Linked DNA regions of Mus musculus: all the other regions are linked to region 3. Evidence: chromatin contacts called from public HiChIP or PLAC-seq and Micro-C data. All regions are on one chromosome and are shown on one strand. Each heading gives the region's core, a stretch centred on a gene start, on an enhancer-like site or on the middle of the called end of the contact. The rest is flanking DNA. Distances are from core to core; before and after follow the strand shown. Region 1 overlaps Abcc6 (ATP-binding cassette, sub-family C (CFTR/MRP), member 6). Region 2 holds the start of Rasip1 (Ras interacting protein 1). Region 3 holds the start of Grwd1 (glutamate-rich WD repeat containing 1).

The links. Hi-C and Micro-C count contacts between places; a contact is called where the count stands out from the background. HiChIP or PLAC-seq counts read pairs in DNA pulled down with a chosen protein or histone mark.
Region 1: an H3K4me3 HiChIP or PLAC-seq map of forebrain shows a contact between it and region 3, with 6 times the contacts expected there. The contact joins the enhancer-like site here to the promoter of Grwd1 in region 3. A contact is called at or near these places in 8 of 39 promoter capture datasets (the C10 cell line, the HPC-7 cell line, HPC-7-derived erythroid cells and 5 more), 8 of 484 Hi-C or Micro-C datasets (the AML12 cell line, CD8 T cells, cortical neurons and 3 more), 6 of 115 datasets of contacts at active chromatin or transcription factors (bone marrow-derived macrophages, embryonic basal ganglia, embryonic forebrain and 3 more) and 3 of 9 other capture datasets (adipose tissue, liver and macrophages).
Region 2: a Micro-C map of embryonic stem cells shows a contact between it and region 3, with 2.0 times the contacts expected there. The contact joins the promoter of Rasip1 here to the promoter of Grwd1 in region 3. A contact is called at or near these places in 4 of 39 promoter capture datasets (cranial neural crest, embryonic stem cells, liver and 1 more), 1 of 484 Hi-C or Micro-C datasets (embryonic stem cells), 1 of 115 datasets of contacts at active chromatin or transcription factors (embryonic stem cells) and 2 of 9 other capture datasets (adipose tissue and liver).

The regions. Positions count from the first base shown.
Region 1 is chr7:46,008,514-46,011,563 of GRCm38.p6, forward strand. Abcc6 (ATP-binding cassette, sub-family C (CFTR/MRP), member 6) reads right to left here. Exons shown (of 31, transcript NM_018795.2): 11 at 273-365. Among named protein-coding and RNA genes, the nearest start is that of Abcc6, 20 kb to the right of the region's middle. Within about 2 kb of position 1,273, at least 8 of the 459 cell types and tissues checked have an H3K27ac peak or open chromatin away from gene starts, as enhancers often do. A contact at or near this core is called in cortical neurons and forebrain, where this site is marked.
Region 2 is chr7:45,626,042-45,629,347 of GRCm38.p6, forward strand. Rasip1 (Ras interacting protein 1) reads left to right here and starts at 1,496. Exons shown (of 12, transcript NM_028544.1): 1 at 1,496-1,549; 2 at 1,725-1,865; 3 at 2,373-3,040. The coding sequence starts at 1,729. It overlaps Izumo1 (izumo sperm-egg fusion 1), which reads left to right. Exons shown (of 10, transcript NM_001018013.1): 9 at 1-240; 10 at 987-1,201. The coding sequence ends at 1,167.
Region 3 is chr7:45,829,241-45,832,367 of GRCm38.p6, forward strand. Grwd1 (glutamate-rich WD repeat containing 1) reads right to left here and starts at 1,549. Exons shown (of 7, transcript NM_153419.2): 1 at 1,355-1,549; 2 at 1,052-1,169; 3 at 742-904. The coding sequence starts at 1,541. It also overlaps a transcript of Grin2d not described here.

The DNA of each region.
Region 1 (3,050 bases), core at 23-2,522, 180 kb after region 3:
AAGGAGATTTGGTTTCTTTGGCTGCCACACGTCCCCCTGGCTGAGCGTGAAGGGGCTCAGAGTCAGGAGCCATTGAGGGACAACAGCTTGGGGCCACTATGGGAAGGGGCCACGCTCTAGAAGGAACAGAGGCTTGTCCAAGAGTCACAGGTCTGGCAACACAGGACAAGGACAGACCTAAAGCCTCCTCTTGCCTGTCCCTATCTCTGTCACCAACCAGAGACCCATGGTTGTTCCTCTGTCCAGGATGCCTGCATCCCCAAATGCCAAACCTGATGGAAGCCCCTCTTCTTGGTGATGAAGAAGTTCAGAGGGAGGAGGCTCAGGAAGACAGCAACGGCTGTGAGAGCAGAGGGTCCAAGGAGCTGGGGACAGAGGGCAGGGTGTCATGAGACTCCAAGGGTTTGGGTCACCCCACTTCCCAGGGTTGGGAATTCAGGCGTGTGCTGCTGTGCCTGGCTTTTTATATAGGTCACGGGCGTCTGCCCTTGGTTCCCCATGTTTACTAAGTAAGTACTTTGTCGGCTCCCGATCCCTGCTCCTTTTGAATGATTATCTATTGAGGTGACATGGTCACAGCACGCATGTGGAGGTCAGGAGATGACGTTGTAGGGTCAGTTCCCCCTTCCACATTTATATGGGCTTCAGGACCCAGCTTGGGTCTTCAGGCTTGCATCCTCGACAGCAAGCACAGTAATTTGCCCCCTGAGCCATTTTGCCAGCACACTCTCTGTTGCTGAGGCTGACCTAAACCCCTGCTCCTCTTTCCCTCACCTCCCAAATTCAGTTGTTACAGGTATGTGCCACCACACCCACCTCTCAGGGCTCGCTGTTAATCTACCCTCCATCCCACCTCTTAGTGGGGAGTTACCAGTCACCACATTAACAAACAAATCTACAAAGTTGTGGTTTCTGAGCTATATGGGCAGGTGTGTGTGTGTGTGTGTGTGTGTGTGTGTATTTAGTGTAAGAATGTCTCCTGCAATACTAGAGAAGCAGTTATACTGAGTGATTACTCAGTTTATTTAAAATGTCACAGTTAACCTGACACCTGTGTTTTGTTAATCTTTCCCACCAGGGAAATCTTGTAAGGGCCGGTGCCTTTGGTCTAGTTACCTAGGAGATATGGTGGTGGGAACAGACTAAATGTTAAAAAAAAAAAAAAGTCTTATTGTGCTTTTCTGAGATTTCCTCCACCCCAACTCCAGTCTCTGTTTCTCTCATCTCTAATCTCTGGACTACAGTGGGCCAGTTTGGTTTATTCATGCAACTATTCCACCACCTAGTGGCTCAGTGGAGAACTGTCCTGAAAGCCACTGGCAGCCTGAAGTAGTAAGGTCACCCTCCGGGATATTTTCATTTAGCCGTAGCACCCACAACCCACCATCTTAGTAAGCCTGGGGCAGCGTGGTGGTCCTCTGGTGCCAGGGCAGAGGCAGGGTGCAGGGCGTTACCTGTGGCTGCTGTGGTCTCTGATCATTACCAGCCTTGGCCTGCTCAGTGCTCCCAATTGTTTACCACATCCTCCCTCCTTCCCTGTCTTTCCTATGATAGTGGCCAGCTTTTCAACACTGCACACAGGTGCTGCTTGAATGCCTGTGTGTGCTTGCTGACCACCTACTGTGTGTAAGCCTTGGAATATTCAAATGTCAGTGTTCACAAATAGACTTCTAGCTGAGCATGACAGCTCACATCATTAATTGCAGCGACTCCTGAGGCTGAGGCAGGAAAAGCACAAACACCAGCCTGTGTTTACACCGAGGTCAAGGCCAGCTTTTTAGTGAGACCTTGCCTTGAAATTAAAAAAAATATATATATAAATATTTATATATAAACATTGTATATAGCCGGGCGTGGTGGCACACGCCTTTAATCCCAGCACTTGGGAGGCAGAGTCAGGCAGATTTCTGAGTTCGAGGCCAGCCTGGTCTACAGAGTGAGTTCCAGGACAGCCAGAACTACACAGAGAAACCCTGTCTCGAAAAAAAACCAAAAAAGTAAAAAATAAAATAAATAAACAAACATTGTATATAAATATATCTATATTATATAATATATTATATACTATATAAATATATCATAAAACATATGGTACTATATGTAATAATATAAATTATAACATTATATATAACATATTATATATAATATAATATATAAATATATAGTATTTATATATTATATAATTGTTATATAAATATGAAAATATGTTTTTTAAGGACCAAAGATGTAGCTCAGTGGAAAACTGCTTGCATGGCATACACGAGGCACCACAGAGATAAATAAGGAAACTTTCAATGGTGGTGATGGCTCCCCTCACATATCAGATGGCAGCTAACAACACTATGCAAGTGAGCACTAGGTACTGTGCAAAGCACCTTAGATACACAGCCCGAGAATACCTAATCCAAAAGTTGGAAACTAAGTTCCCCAGATTCTGAGAGCACCAACACGATGCCACATCGGGGAATTCATGCCTCATCTTACCCTGGTCACAGGCAAGATGCAGAGGGCTGTTAAAGGCATTGCTCAAAATGGCCTTTGGGCTATGCCAATAAGGCACCCACAAACCACATAGACTTTCTTGTTAAACTCAGCTTATATTCTCAAGCTCTCAAATTCATGTCTACCATTCCTGAATCCATACCCAGAGCCCCGCTGGACCCAAGTGATTGCATCAGACAGAGGCTGCCCCTCAGACAGAGGCTGCCCCTCAGACAGAGGCTGCCCCTCAGGCAGAGGCTGCCCCTCAGACAGAGGCTGCCCCTCAGACAGAGGCTGCCCATCAGGCAGAGGCTGCCCCTCAGACAGAGGCTGCCCCTCAGGCAGAGGCTGCCCCTCAGACAGAGGCTGCCCCTCAGGCAGAGGCTGCCCCTCAGGCAGAGGCTGCCCCTCAGACAGAGGCTGCCCCTCAGGCAGAGGCTGCCCCTCAGGCAGAGGCTGCCCCTCAGGCAGAGGCTGCCCCTCAGGCAGAGGCTGCATAAACTCTGTCAGGTTCTCTGGGTCTCACCCATGTAGAACCAGGAGCCTGCTTTTAGTTATCCTCTGTTCTT
Region 2 (3,306 bases), core at 246-2,745, 200 kb before region 3:
AGAGGAAAACCAACCACCGAACATCATAACCCAAGAGGAGCACGAGACTCCTGTCCACGTGACTCCACAGACACCACCGGGGCAGGAGCCAGAGTCGGAGCTGTACCCGGAGCTGCACCCAGAGTTGTACCCGGAGCTCATACCTACAGTCGCTCAAAATCCAGAGAAAAAAATGAAAACTCGCCTCTTAATACTGTTGACCCTTGGCTTTGTGGTTCTTGTGGCCAGCATCATTATCTCGTGAGCTGTTCACCAGGAAATTTAAAGGGAGGGTGGGCCTTAGATAAAGTGGACTTGGGTGAAGGGAAGAGACGCAGGTGCAGTGGAGGAAAAGCAGGAATGAGACAAGCTTTGAAAGGAGCATGTCTTTTTTTTTTCCATTTTTTTATTAGGTATTTAGCTCATTTACATTTCCAATGCTATACCAAAAGTCCCCCATACCCACCCACCCCCACTCCCCTACCCACCCCCTCCCCCTTTTTGGCCCTGGCATTCCCCTGTACTGGGGCATATAAAGTTTGTGTGTCCAATGGGCCGGAGCATGTCTTGATAGAGGACTTGGGGGTCTGGGTAAGAGGGGGGCTTGAAGACAGAGGCAGGCTTGATGGAAGGAAGGGAGCTGGCGGAGAGGAGGGGCTTGGTGGAGGGGAGTGGCTTGATGGAGGAGTGTAGTCTTGGCTATGGAGAGATTTTATAGAAGGGTGCAGACAAGGGCTTGGATGGACGGATGGATGGATGGAAAGGAAACGGCCTTGTGGAGGGAAGTGATTTGGAGTGGGTCGGGCCTGGGTGGAGGGAGGGCATCCTACAATCCAGTGCTGGCAACAGGACAGGAAGCTACTGGGCACTTTCCTTTGGGGCTCACTTAGGAGGACAAGGCTTATATAAACTGTTAAGTTAGGCTTGGGGGGGGGCGGTTCAGGAAAGTGTGTACTTCACTCAACCTGTGACCTAATGTGGTTCTGTGCACCTATGTCCTGCCCCAGGGTACTTCACTTTAGGAAAGTCAGCGCTAAATTGAAGAATGCAAGTGACGAAGTCAAACCCACCGCGTCAGGATCCAAGTCAGATCAGAGTTTGTCCCAACAGATGGGATTGAAGAAGGCCTCTCAGGCAGATTTTAACTCTGACTACTCTGGAGATAAGAGCGAGGCAACAGAAAACTAATAAAGATTTGTATTTGACTTACTTTTGGGGACTGGTTCTGACTTCTGGCTCCAAGAGAGGAGATCTGGATGTGCCCTCCCCCGCCATCTGAGGGAGTTGTAGCTGGAACATGGGACCTCCCTTTCTAGGTGGCCCATGAGTGAGTGGTGGGCCCAGAATCAAGGCGCAGGCCAGGGCCAGCCCTGCCTCATCTCCTCCCCCAGGCCTGGTCTCCTCACAGGACGCCCCCTCCCCGCTCTTCCTGCCGGGTTTCCTCTTGCCTTTTCCTGTCCCCCACCCAGTGCTGGGAGCTTGGGCAGAGGAAAACACTTTACAGAGGGACTGGGACTTAACGGAGGCCAACAGCACCAGGGCCTCCGGGTGCTACGGGACCCGAAGCAGGGTAAGAGCCACAACAGTGACTCCACCCATCCTGGGACCTAGGAGCTCATTTCTTTGCCCCTCTTACTCCCTGGGATTCAGGAACCAGAACTGATTCTCTCTTCCGTAGCTCCCCACTCTACCCCACCCCACCCGACTGTGGCCTTAGGACTTGGGGCCTTCCCCTCTTCCCTTAGGGCCATGCTATCTGGTGAACGAAAGGAGGGCGGAAGCCCCCGCTTCGGGAAGCTCCATCTTCCAGTGGGCCTGTGGATCAATTCCCCAAGGAAACAGCTCGCCAAACTGGGGCGGCGCTGGCCCAGCGCTGCCTCTGTCAAGTAAGTGGTCAACCTCTATGGTATGCCTGCCATTTGTCCCTGTTTATCACTGGGTCATGCCAGCGACCCTACAAAAGTGGGCAGTGGTTCCTGTCCTAAATAGACAAGCGAGCTGGGGGGTGACAGTGGAACACAGTGACGTCGAGGCACAGGGAGAGAAGAAGTGGGCACTGGGATGGAACGCAGTACACATCCCCTCTCTCTGTTCACCTATTTCTTACCAAGGGTCATATCTTTATTAATTTTATTACCTATCTCTCTTATCTCCATTCTTCCCACCGCACACCACCATCTTGGTTTTCTGCTCCCATCCCTTTGTCCCTTTTCTTTGGTTCTTTGTCTCTGACTCTTGAGTTTCTGTCCCTCCCCCTTTCTCGGTTTCTCTGTGTCTTTGGCCCCTCTTTCTGGGCACTATCTCTGGGTGTCTCTCTGTGTCTCTGTCTCTCTCTGTGTCTCTGTCTCTGATTCTCTCTTCTGTGTCCTCTCTGCCCACTTCTTTCTCCTCAGGTCCTCGTCCTCCGACACGGGGAGCCGAAGCAGCGAGCCCCTGCCGCCGCCGCCGCCGCCGCCGCACGTGGAGCTGCGGCGCGTAGGTGCGGTGAAGGCGGCGGGGGGAGCGTCGGGCAGCCGAGCCAAGCGCATCTCGCAGCTGTTTCGGGGCTCAGGGGCCGGCGGCGCCGGGGGTCCTGGCACGCCTGGGGGCGCGCAGCGCTGGGCCAGCGAGAAGAAGCTGCCTGAACTGGCGGCGGGTGTAGCTCCGGAGCCCCCGTTGCCCACGCGTGCCGCGGTGCCCCCGGGAGTGCTCAAGATCTTCGCTTCTGGGCTGGCGTCGGGCGCCAACTACAAGAGCGTGCTGGCTACGGAGCGATCCACCGCGCGCGAGCTGGTGGCGGAGGCGCTGGAGCGCTACGGGCTGACGGGCGGCCGCGGAGCGGGCGACAGCGGCTGCGTGGACGCCTACGCGCTTTGCGACGCTCTGGGCCGGCCCGCGGTCGGCGTGGGCGGAGGCGAGTGGCGTGCCGAGCACCTGCGGGTGTTGGCCGACGCGGAGCGCCCTCTGCTGGTGCAGGACCTGTGGCGCGCCCGTCCGGGCTGGGCGCGGCGCTTTGAGCTGCGCGGCCGCGAGGAGGCTCGACGGCTGGAGCAGGAGGCCTTCGGGGCTGCGGATGCAGACGGTCAGCCAGGGAAGGGCACAGAGACTTGGGGCGGGACTTAGGGGGCAGTAAGATGACTGGACCCTGGGCGGGAGGTGATGGGGACGTGGCTTACAGGGAGAGGAGGCGGGGCCTGCATGATAAAAGGCAGGGACCTGGGTGAGAGGTGATGAGGGAGGGCTCTGGGAGGTTCTGGTGGCAGGGCACACAGAGTGGGAAGACTCTGGACTGGATGTGCTGGAGTGGGGTGTAATTGGAGGGGAGCGGAGCCAGCAGGACAAAACTGG
Region 3 (3,127 bases), core at 299-2,798:
ACACACAGTCGCCTCTCCAGTTTCCCCTGAGATTCTGAATCATGTGTGCCAGGTGCACCCCAGGGTCTTGGCACTTTCGTTTTTCTTCTCTGCAAATCTGTTTCCACAAACACCCCAGCCCTGACACTTGCTGCAGGTCTCTAGTCCAAGAACACCGACTTACCCAGTCCTCCTCAAATTCACCATTTACAAAAAACAACTCTACCCTAGGAACACCCTTATACTACCACACTCAGCATCTTGTAACAAACTACAAGCTTTCTCTTGTTCCCTTTCCCACTAGTATGTTATGTTCATGGGCCCAGAGCTTTCTGTCTACAGGCTAAACCTTCTGGGAATAATGTAACAGATACAGGTCCAACAGAGACAGGTCCAGCTACGGGTTGGCTTTTGCTCTACATGCTCCTTGTATACCGTCTCCCTTTTTTGCTCATCTACCTGATCATAAAGTGCTCTATTTATTGAACTTGAGGTGAGCGCTCTACCACTAAGCTGCCTTTGAACTCATTCTATCCTGCCTCAGTTCCTAAGCAACAGCTCAGTAACACCCTTGCGTTTCACCACAATCAGGAGCTGTTTCAGCCTTTATTATCTGTTTATCAGCTCATAGAGTGAAAATGTCTGAAAATGAGGGGGGAGGGAGAGAAGCTGAGGGGCTGGAGGAGGTACTGAGAGACATTTGGATCTAGGGGGAGGGGTGTGCTGCAGAGAATCCTTAACAAGCCCCTGGAAAGACTGTACCCGAACTCGGTTGATGCCACCGTAGTGAGGAACCATGGCCAGTTCCAGCTGAGGTTTCTGCTCCTCCTCATCCTCTTCATCTTCATCTTCCTCATCGTCATCACTGCCCTCTGAGGGTGACGGCCTGGTGCCATGGAGATTGTGCATCCGAAGCATCATCAGTCTGGGGAAGCAAATACGGGTTAGAAACTGAGTGCCGGGATGTTGAAGGAGGAGGGAGGCTGGGGTCCCAGACTTTTAGGTCTGGCATTAGCAGAGAGCCCTAATGCGTGGGGCCTTGTGGATGTCTTGCAAAGGTCCTGGGTCTCACCTATTGCTCTGGGCGCTCTCCGCCTGGGTTCCCGCACACAGGTAAAGACTGAGAGGGAGCTCTGTCCGGTTGTCGCCCAAGTGATCTCGAACTATGTCAAAGCTGAGACAAGGGGCGCCTAGGGATGGGCGGGGAGATTAGAGTTGCTGAGTAGGAACGAGAGACTGGGAACTCGGCCTCCACCTCCTCCAAAGGCCGGCAGTCTGCAGGGTCACAATCCTCAGACTCCAGACCCTTCGTCCCCCAGACCCCAAGACAGGCCTTTCATTTCCCTGGACCCGAGAGTCAGGTCCCTCTGCCTACCAGTTTGCGCACGATGGTACAGCACGTAGGCCTCTTCATCCATTACCAGCTCCTCTCCCTCGCTCAGTGGCGGCCCTCTGCCGGGCAGGTAGACCTGGGATGGGCCTTCGGTTCCTGGGTCGCAGGTTTCAGCCTCCATGGGTTCTCCGGTTTCACACGTGCGACTCCGGCCCTTGCGCGCCGCCATCTTCGAACCTTCTTGCCCCGGACGCGAAGTGAGAGCGTCACTTCCGGGTTTCACCTCCCACAGTCTAAGACCCGTCCCACTGTACTGTTACCTTGGAAACCTGTGAACCAGCCAGAAGAAGGTAATGCGCAGAGAGATGGCCGCCACAAAGTAACCGCGTCCTGGCTCAGTGAGAAGACTTATATTAGGAGCAATTTTGTCTTTCGTGTGACCTTGGGGAATTCTTCCGCGCAGCAATGGCAAGACCTTCTGGGAGTTGTAGTTCTACAGAAGTCCTCGGCTTCAGAGCCCTCTCCATCTTCCACCTTTCATTCCCAGGGTTGTCTTTCCATTTAGTTAATTATTCATGTATGTAAACGAGCACTTACTGGCAAGGAGACTGGGCTTCTGTTCCCCGAGGACCTTTAAGGCCGATTTCTTCTCCTCTCCTTGTTATGATGGTTTTAAATTATTTCAAAATGCTTTAGGGTAGACAGGCTGGACATTATGTATAAGTTAGTGGATTGGATCTATCCTCCAGGGGCAGACCATTTCCCAACCAGGCATTCCCAGGGCAGCTCTGGTCAGCAGGCACTTAATCAGAAAGTCTCTCTTGAGGCTGCTGCTACAACTGAGTCAGCTCTCTTTATCTACCCATGTACACCCGAGTTTTGGTTAATTGGAGTAATGAAATATTGGAAACAGATCCTCACTGGTGAGATTAAGGAGATTCAAGGCGTGGGTTGGCCACTCTCCATTTGCATAAAATAACCCATCAAATCATTCTTGCCAGTAGCAAGGAGTAGGTCTCTAGATTTGGTCCTAATTTGTGCATCCCTTTTTGTATCTCTACTCTTGGGGGTGTTGTCTCTGCCCTGTCACCTCTCCACCCCTCTCCCCTGGACTCTTGCCGCTTCCTGGGGTTGACTGTGCTTTCCCCAATCTCCTGTTTTCTAGGACTGGGGACTGAACTCAGGGTGTTATGAATATTACAACACCCTGCCTCCGCTACACCACCAGCCCAGTTTCTGTTGTCTGACTGTCCTCCCTAAGGACTCAGTTCTCAGTTTCCATTTTTCTCCAGAGAAGTTGAAGGGACAGACACAGAACTCAGGCTTGGACTGAGGAGGCGTAAAAACATGGTTTTATTCCAAACACTGCAGTGTAGGAGCGGGAGAGGGGAGGAAAGGTCAGGTGTGGGCTCCCAGACCCTCCTCTCAGCCCAGCCTCAGACCCTGCTGAAATCTGGGAAAGGAGACCTGGGGGTGGAGTGTCTGCTGGATTATCACTGAAGGGTCACAAATAAGGGCTGGACTTGAAGATGTGATTGGTGGCATCTGGGGTGGTAGGTGAGTGGGGGGAGACAGGTAAAGGTAGGACTTTCGTGGAGGAGAGGTCATAGGTCAGAGCCAACAAGGATCTAAAAGGGAGGGGTCATTGAGGTCTGACATGAAGGGTCACAGTCTGGTCGGGGCACAGTCTGGGGTCAGATGATCATTTTAGGTGTTGGAAGTCACAGTCTGGGGTCAGGGGTTTCTGTGTGGCGGGGCCAAGGTCTGGAGTCACAGTTTGGCATACGCGTCTCACAGTTTTGAGTCCTGATGAAT